Linked DNA regions of Mus musculus: region 1 is linked to region 2. A link is a contact called in public ChIA-PET data. All regions are on one chromosome and are shown on one strand. Each heading gives the region's core, a stretch centred on a gene start, on an enhancer-like site or on the middle of the called end of the contact. The rest is flanking DNA. Distances are from core to core; before and after follow the strand shown.

Region 1 (4,026 bases), core at 365-2,864, 880 kb before region 2:
AACCAAAGTCTCAGAGATCTTAAAACACTCTTACAACACCCAGAAAATGATGACTGAGACAACCTTTTTTAGAACTAGAATTTATGGTAAAAAGCACATTCCATAACAAATGCAGAAAACTACAACGTATTCAATGTACAAGGTTATGTATGTGTCATGAACACATTTGAAAACCAGCTAATCAAAACAAATGAAGGAGATTTTTGTAATTTCTTTCAACTGTTTTATCTTTACCCATTGGTTCCTACACAAATGATAAGGCGGGGAATGGTCTAGCATATTTTAGTATATTACATTTTGGATTCTACAAATATGAAAGTACACATTACAGAATATGGAAATATAAAAGTCAAAATTTGTAAAGCAGCTTGAGCCCACTAAATCTTAAGTGTATAATCATTAATAACATTTTGAAAAAATGTAATAAACAACTTTATTTTTCTGTGTTAACAGCTTTACATTAATTTTTCTTGTAATCTTTTTCCAGTCTGTCATTTTAAATTTCTAAAATTAAGCAGTAAACACAACTCCCCTGAAAAACAAGTTAACCCATCATACACAAAATGAAGAGAGGGAGAATTTTATGTGAGAGTGAACAATTTCCAAACTGGTTAGGAAAGATTGACTCCACATGGTCGGGTGGATCCTGGTAAGAAGCTTTTCTTCAGAACTTTTCACATTGAGTGCGCCTTCCAGAATTCCCAAACTGCCAAAGGGTAATTTTAATATTAAATAGCTCGAGGCTACAATCACTGTCAAGCTCAAAGATTTTGTAATACTGAGACTCCCTCATAGGCAATTACTTCAAACAACAAAGGACGTCTGGCACATCCTCGGGGATGAGAGTCGGTGTACAGACCTCTCCGCTCTTCCCCAAGCTAGGAACCACACCAACACAAGCATGTATCCCCACATCAGTGTTCACGACTCCTCTAAGAATGTGGAAGTGTCACCGCCATTTTCGACGACATCCCAGGGCCGACAATCTCGGCTTCGGTGCTCACTGGGGCGCTTGGCCCACAACAGCCCGCACACCCCGCTCCCAGCCCCCTGCAAGGAAGCTCTTCCAGCCCGACTAAGGGCGCACGCGGCCCGCGGGGCTCCGAAAGGCGCTCGGGCACGCGGCGGTCTTCCCGCTAGCTGTCAGGCCTGGGGAGCGGCAGACCCGCGGCGCTGGGGAAGGGGCAGCCGGACTCCCCGAGGGCGCCGCCCGCTCCTCCTCAGAGCAGCAGCATCCGGCGGCTGCGCCCACGGGCACTGCGGCGCGACGGCGCGGTCGGCGAGTGGCGAGGGGAAACAGGCCACGGCCGAGGCCCACCCGGGGTCCCTCAGCTCCACCCGCCCCGCCGCCGCCATCTTGTACGCAGCGGCTGCGACACATACAATAGTCGACCGCGACCTGGCAGGGACCGCTCGGGGCCTGCGCTAAGGACCTCTGCCTTCCAGTCCCCGGCTCCCCGCAAGGCAGCGGCCCTACCTATGCCTACCGACTAACAGCTGGATCCCATCCGTGCCCCACACAGTTTAGCACTCGGCCTCCAGTCACCGCGATGAAGCAGCTACCGCCTCCATGGGACTACACGCATGCGCATCTTCGCCTAAAGCCCTCGTCCGCTCACTGCGCCTGCGTGCCTCAGGCTCCGCGTTCTCCAGAGACGCTGTCGGGGGACAAGGCCGCCCTCTGCCAGAAGGGGGCGATCGCCAGCTATGGCTGGTCCTACACCTGCAGCGGTCTGGGTAACATCACTCAAGATTTTAGAACCTGCAAACCATCCCTCTTCTCTTCCATGAAGCCTTCTCTGATTACTATTCCCTCAGTATCACAACGTAACATTCACTTATTAACATATTCTCGCTTTTACTGCTCACTCCCATCGCCCCCTTTTTAAAGAAAAGGTCTGGAACTTTGAACTCACATAGATCCCACCTGCTTCTGCCTTCCAACTGTTGGAATTATAAGTGTGTGCCTCCACACCCAAGTACGTTGTAGCTGTCTTCAGGCACCCCAGATTAGGAATGGTTGTGAGTCACCATGTAGTTGCTGGGATTTGAACTCGTGAGCTTCAGAATAGCAGTCAGTGCTCCTAACCACTGAGCCATCTCTCCAGCCCTTATCTCCCACCTCTTAAATGGGAAATTACACCGTGCAGTGTTGGTACAGGCCTTTAATCTCAGCACTTGACAGGCAAGATGCAGGCAGAAATCTGGGAAAGAAGCCAGCCTGGTCTACAGAAGATGTTCCAGGACAACCAAAGCTACACATCCCTGTCTCAAACAACACAAAATAGATAGAATAATAAAATGGGAAATTAGAAAGGAATAAAAGTTAAGGGCTGAACTGATTGATGGCTCAGCTGTTAAGAGCACTAGCTGCTCTTCCAGAGGTCCTGAGTTCAATTTCCAGCAACCACATGGTGGCTCACAACCATCTGTAATGGGATCTGATGACTGCTTCTGGTGTGTCTGAAGACAGCTACAGTGTACTCATATACATAAAATAAATAAATAATTCTAAAAAAAAAGTTTAAGTCAAAAGACTAATATTGAAAAATTTTTATATCATTTCAGAATTCAAAAAATAAACTACCTGAGTGGTGAACATCTATAATCCTGATTGATTTTACCCATGAAAAAGATTGGGCTAAAATTTTTTTAACTGTTTTCTTCAATGTTCTATCTTTTTAAATTGACTCAGTTATGCCAATATAAGCTAGTTCAAAAAAATTAAAGGACTGCAGGACAGTGGTGAACTGCCTTTAATCCCAGCACCTGGGAGGCAGAGGCAGGTGGATTTCTGAGTTCGAGGCCAGCCTGGTCTAGAGTGAGTTCCAGGACAGCCAGGGCTACACAGAGAAACCCTGTCTTGAAAAAAAAAACAAAAAACAAAAAAAAACAAAACAAAAAAAACAAACAAACAAACAAAAAAACAAGAAATTACAAATTAAAAAAAATAAAAATTAAAGAACCATCCTCCTCGGTGAAATTTTTAGGAGTCCAGTGGTGTGGAGCAAGCAGAGATATTCCTTCCAAGGTGAAAGGTAAGTTACTGTACCTGGATCCTCCCACCATCCAGAAAGAAGCACAACGTTTAATGGGTCTATATGGACTCTGGAATGAACTACAATCCAGAAAGGAGTTGTAATGCTGCAGCTGTCCACTTCTTGGTGGTGCAGGTATAATGTTCAGGACTGCCAGTAAGCCAGGTCCTAGACTTCTCTCCCTCAGTCAACAGATCATAGGGAACCCCCCATAAGGCTTTAGGTACACGCTTGGCAGCAGACAGCTAGCTCAATTGGTCCAGTCTCGAGGATTGTTCCAGCCAGAGCTTCAGTTATGCTCTGCACTTTCCCATCACATAGGGATTGACAGCAAATGATAAAGCTAGCTTTCCCAGAACTTGGCCCATATCTCAATTTTCTTAGGGCCCCCAGAGGATGCCCTCACCCCAGACAGCTGGAGGCAATTTAAGAGAATGATAGCCTCACTCCCAAAAGGTGGGGTGGGTGGTTTTATGGTCATTTCATGGGTGATGGAAGTTTGTCATCATTAAAGGGGGGTTGATCACAAGTTGTAAATGGTCGTGATCAGGAAGGAAACCAAGTATAGGAGGTTAGATTCAAGGATCTCCTCTTTTTCTCTTTATCCTTTTTTCTCTCCTACCTAGTGTTAGGGGGAAGGGGGGGAAGAGGGGATGGAAAAAAAGGGGGGAGATATAGGAATAATAGGACAAAAGGGTAGATTATTGAATCAACTTTTGAAATAAAGAGCATCAACAAGCTAAATATTTAGATTGGCTTAGAGTTGTATATATTGGTAGAAATTTAAGGTTCTATTTCATTACATATATTTCATGTACTGTATGTTTTGACTCCTGTTTAAGGTATTGTACCATTGCAACTCATTTTAAAATGTGATGTAAAGTTCTAGGCCTTAAAACCTACTATTACAAACTGTTTAGGATAATTAAGAAATGCAAGTTAGTAGTCAATCAAACTTGTGGTCATTATGAATACTAGTTTTTTTTTA
Region 2 (4,246 bases), core at 966-3,465:
TTATCTCCAAAGTGACACTTGATCTCTGAAGCAGTGGAGCAACTGGGAACAGGGGAGGGGGATCAACAGCAGGTGCCCACCCATCACACCCACAGTGTGAGCCCATACAATCTGAGCACTTTCAGCTCCAGAGAATTGTGCTTCAACCCTCGCACTGTCATACTTGTTCCACATGAGTTCCTGCTTGCTGGTTTTAGCTCTGACCTGGGTCCCGATTTTGTCAGCTGTAGTATATGACCCGTTCTGGCTAGGGGACATTCGGATACCATTCACCTGCCCTCATATTATCACTGAGTCGACTGCACTTGGATCACCCAGGGCTCCCCTGCACTGGGCTGTCTTTGTGCATAGCTCTATGGAGTCTCACTTTGTGGAAGAGAACATAGCCCCCTTCTCACTGTACACATGGAACACTGGAGGCTCCTGGAGAGTACTGGCTAGCTTCAGGTCACATGGCCCTGAAATTAGTATGTTAGATGGTTTATAATCTGTGGGTTTGCTTGATTCTGCCCATTCTTGGTGTCCCGTGTCCCTTTGGTTGTGCCATTAAGGTGTTTTGTTCTTTTCTATGTACTTGAACTGCACTTAGATAATGTCCGGGCTAGTCCAGAGCATCGCTCACCTGTTCCAGGGCCATATTTGGCACTATGGGTCCACCCTGTGGCTTCTGTGAAGCCCAGCTCCCGGCAGAGGACATGGGCAGCCTGCAGCGTGAAGTCATCATCACAGATGGTGCCCCATTCACCAGCTCGCTGTATCTCCACTCGACCTTCATAGGGCTTTCTAGGAAAGCCAGCCAGCCGGAACCTCAGCCCCTGGCTTCCTACCTTCTTCTCTGGGCTGATAGAAGGAGACGGAGACCCCACACTGAAGCTGCACAGACAGTGTAGCAGCAGTAGTCCCCATGGGCAGCAATACCACACACTGACAGCTCTCATGGCGGGTGGGGCCCAAGGAGGGGGGCACTAAGGGACAGAGAAGGAGAGACACACACACTGAATGAGGGTAGGAACACAAAGAAAACAGGCACAGCCCTAGAGACCTAGATTGGGGGCGAGGGAGACTCTCCTTTCCCTTTGCAAATAATAAAACTTATAACTTGTGGTTAGTGTCCCACCATAACCTTCCCTGGTTTGGCCATCATTACCACCAACACCATCATCTCTATTTACTTTCATCCATGGGGTGGGTATGGGTTAGAGATGGAGAGTCTACGGATGGGTTGGGTAAACAGAGATATTGGGAAGAGACACAGAGAGGACGACCCAGACAGGATGTGACAGGAAGGGAGACTGTGGGAACGAAGGGGAAAAAACAGAAAGGCACGGGGTGAGAGACACATTGAATATGGATAGATGGTTTTAATCAAACCAAAAAAACCAAAGCACAGAGTAATGGGGAATGACACAGAGAGGCAAAAACCATGAGGAGAGGGAATAAAAGCCAAGGTGCAGGCACAGGAGAAATGACAGCAAGACCCATGCAGTTAGACAGACAGATGGCATCACAGGCAAGGGGAGCCTGGGAGCCCAGCCCTGGAAATCTCAGCACTATGAATGAGAAGACTCTTCAGTTTCCTATGGGGGCAGATGCCCATGCAGGAAGGGCCGAGGCTAACCGGAGTAGGAGAACCTTCTGCCACCCTCCCTAGCACATGGGCTGGCAAATATGCTGCAGGGTCAGGGACTCCAGGAGACCTAGGCTTCAAGCTGGGCAGGGTTTGGTATGGAGTTATCCAAGCTCCCTGGAACACCTCTTTTTCTGTCACTGGGCAACCAGAAGCTAGGGCTAGCTCCCCAGCTCAGGCCTTCTCTATCCGAGGCTGAAAACAGTCCTCCACAGTAAGGGGGGCCCTCCATTGCTTCCCCCAACTCAGACAAGACAGCTTTGTTCTGGGGGCATTTGGCTCCGAAGCCCTGGTGTTCAGCGTAGGGCCTGCAAATTGCACCCTGAAGCCTCCATCCCCAACAGTTTGCTCAGCTTTCCACTCTTCTGTTTCGCTCCTTGACCAATAATAAAACTGTCAGTTGGTTGGCTTTCCCGACTCCATCCCAAATCAGCGTTTCTCCTGGTCCACCATCCTCTCCATCCCCAACTCCTCTTCCCGCTGGCCAGCAGTAACTCCCCTACCTTCGACTAGGCACAACTCCAGAGGCTGGAAGCAGAGTCCTGGTCCTGGAGATTACTTTCAGGACTTCTCAGAAAAAAAGTGTTCGGCCAGGGGAGACTGGACCCCCCCTTCCTCTCCCCTCTTCGTTGGTCCCTCCCACGTCCCCTAGAGCCCTCCCACATTCCGCTTTCTCCCTCCATTCCGGCCAGGCCAGTTCCCTCCTCTAGATCTTCCCCTCCCCTGTGGAGCTGGCTGCAGCCACGCCACCCCCTCCCACTCCTCCCGGCTCAATGAAGCTTTCTTTTCCCGCAGGTTGGAGGCCCGGCAGCCGTATTCAGGGTGCTTGACTTGCAAACGGTTTCGGGACAGCAGGACGGCCCCTGTGGCAACGGGAAGCTTTCCAGCCCGTAGCCGTTCCTCCACATCCCCAACTAGACAGAGTATCAACAACAGTCCAGTCCAATTCCCGGGCTGGGCCATGAGAAAAGGTCCCACAAAGAAAACTATTGTCCCGATGGCTCCCTTGGTCATTATGGCGCCCCCGAGGTGCCTGCAGGTGATGTCACGGCCTTCACTCTGATGTCACGTTAAACATATGTCGTCACTCTCAGCTTCCACCCCCCAGGCACTAGGGCCCCTGGTTGGTGATCACCGCTTCCCTGAGTGGTGCCACTGTGTGCACCACTAAAGATAAAGGCTTTAGTGAGCTCTCCCTGAGTTCTTCCTGATGGCTCGTTTTCCTCCAAGCCCTCCGCTCCCCCATCACCGCCGCAGGGGCCGGGGAGGGGCGGGCACGCCTCCGGCACCCTGCAGCCTCGCCCCGCCCCGCCCCGCCCCCAGCCCTCCGGGCCAGGAAGCGCGGAAGGAATCGCCTGGGCCATGGACGGGGCTGTGATGGAGGGTCCGCTTTTTCTGCAGAGTCAGCGCTTCGGGACCAAGGTAGTTTGTTTGTGGCGTGGGGGATGGCGAAACCCCTCTGGACTAGAAGTGGGTGAAAGAATCCAGAAAGAGGGAAGGGGCCGGAAGAAGGTCGGAACGGCGCGCGGGCAATTGTAGATCCCCAAGACGTTCCCTTAAAAGTCTCGGGCTGTGCCCTCCTTGGTGCGGTCTTGGGATGCCATTATCTTTGGGAAAGTAGCTCAGCCTGGGAAGCCCCAGACTCAGATCGGCCTTCATGGGTCTCTTCTTCCTTGTGGGGCGCGTGCTACCACCGCGCACTCTCGAGTCTTTCGTTCTTTCCCAGAGGTGGAGGAAAACTTGGGCTGTGCTTTACCCAGCCAGTCCTCACGGCGTGGCGCGGCTGGAATTCTTTGATCACAAGGGGTCGAGCTCTAGAGGGGGTCGAGGCGGCTCTCGCCGTCTAGACTGCAAGATGATACGCCTGGCTGAATGTGTGAGCGTGGTGCCGGTGACTGTGGAGAGTCCCCCTGAGCCCGGCGCTGTTGCCTTCCGCCTGGACACCGCACAGCGCTCGCACCTGCTGGCGGCGGACGCCGTATCCAGCACCGCCTGGGTGCAGACTTTATGCAGAACCGCCTTTCCGGTGAGTGACTGGGGGTGGGCATCTCTGGGCTTAAGGGACACTGCGAGGATGGAGCTATTATAGAGGCACTGGACTTCTTGCACCTACCCTAGACCCAAGAGAATTATATATAATTCTTCCATGTTCCCTTTTCTGCAGAAAGGCGGCTGGGCTTTGGCGCAGACGGAGAACCAACCTAAGTTTTCTGCCTTGGAGATGCTGGAGAATTCGCTGTACAGCCCCACCTGGGAAGGTAGATGTCTGGCAGGAATGGAGTGGGTTGAAGAGGTGCCCTTGGGGAGCTAGTGATTGGAGTCAACCGAGTCCCTAACTTGCCCCAGCGCTCCTTCTCCTTCGTATGTGTTCTTCCAGGATCCCAGTTCTGGGTAACCTCGCAGAAGACCGAGGCTTCTGAACGCTGCGGCTTGCAAGGCTCCTACATACTGAGGGTGGAAGCTGAGAAGCTGACTCTCCTGACTTTGGGTGCGCAGAGTCAAATCCTGGAGCCGCTCCTTTTCTGGCCCTACACTCTGTTGCGTCGCTATGGCCGGGACAAGGTGCATGGGGCTGTCTGGGAGGATGACCCGTCAGGGAGGGCTACCAGGTTGAGTAGC

Evidence for each region. ChIA-PET counts read pairs in DNA pulled down with a chosen protein or histone mark.
Region 1: an RNA polymerase II ChIA-PET map of memory CD8 T cells shows a contact between it and region 2, with 6 read pairs. The contact joins the promoter of Zfp638 here to the promoter of Loxl3 in region 2. A contact is called at or near these places in 1 of 39 promoter capture datasets (pre-B cells) and 1 of 115 datasets of contacts at active chromatin or transcription factors (memory CD8 T cells).

The regions. Positions count from the first base shown.
Region 1 is chr6:83,911,941-83,915,966 of GRCm38.p6, reverse strand. Zfp638 (zinc finger protein 638) reads right to left here and starts at 1,614. Exons shown (of 27, transcript NM_001355286.1): 1 at 1,488-1,614.
Region 2 is chr6:83,032,174-83,036,419 of GRCm38.p6, reverse strand. Loxl3 (lysyl oxidase-like 3) reads right to left here and starts at 2,215. Exons shown (of 14, transcript NM_013586.5): 1 at 2,131-2,215; 2 at 623-965. The coding sequence starts at 938. Dok1 (docking protein 1) reads left to right here and starts at 2,949. Exons shown (of 5, transcript NM_010070.4): 1 at 2,949-3,049; 2 at 3,354-3,653; 3 at 3,792-3,885; 4 at 4,005-4,189. The coding sequence starts at 2,990.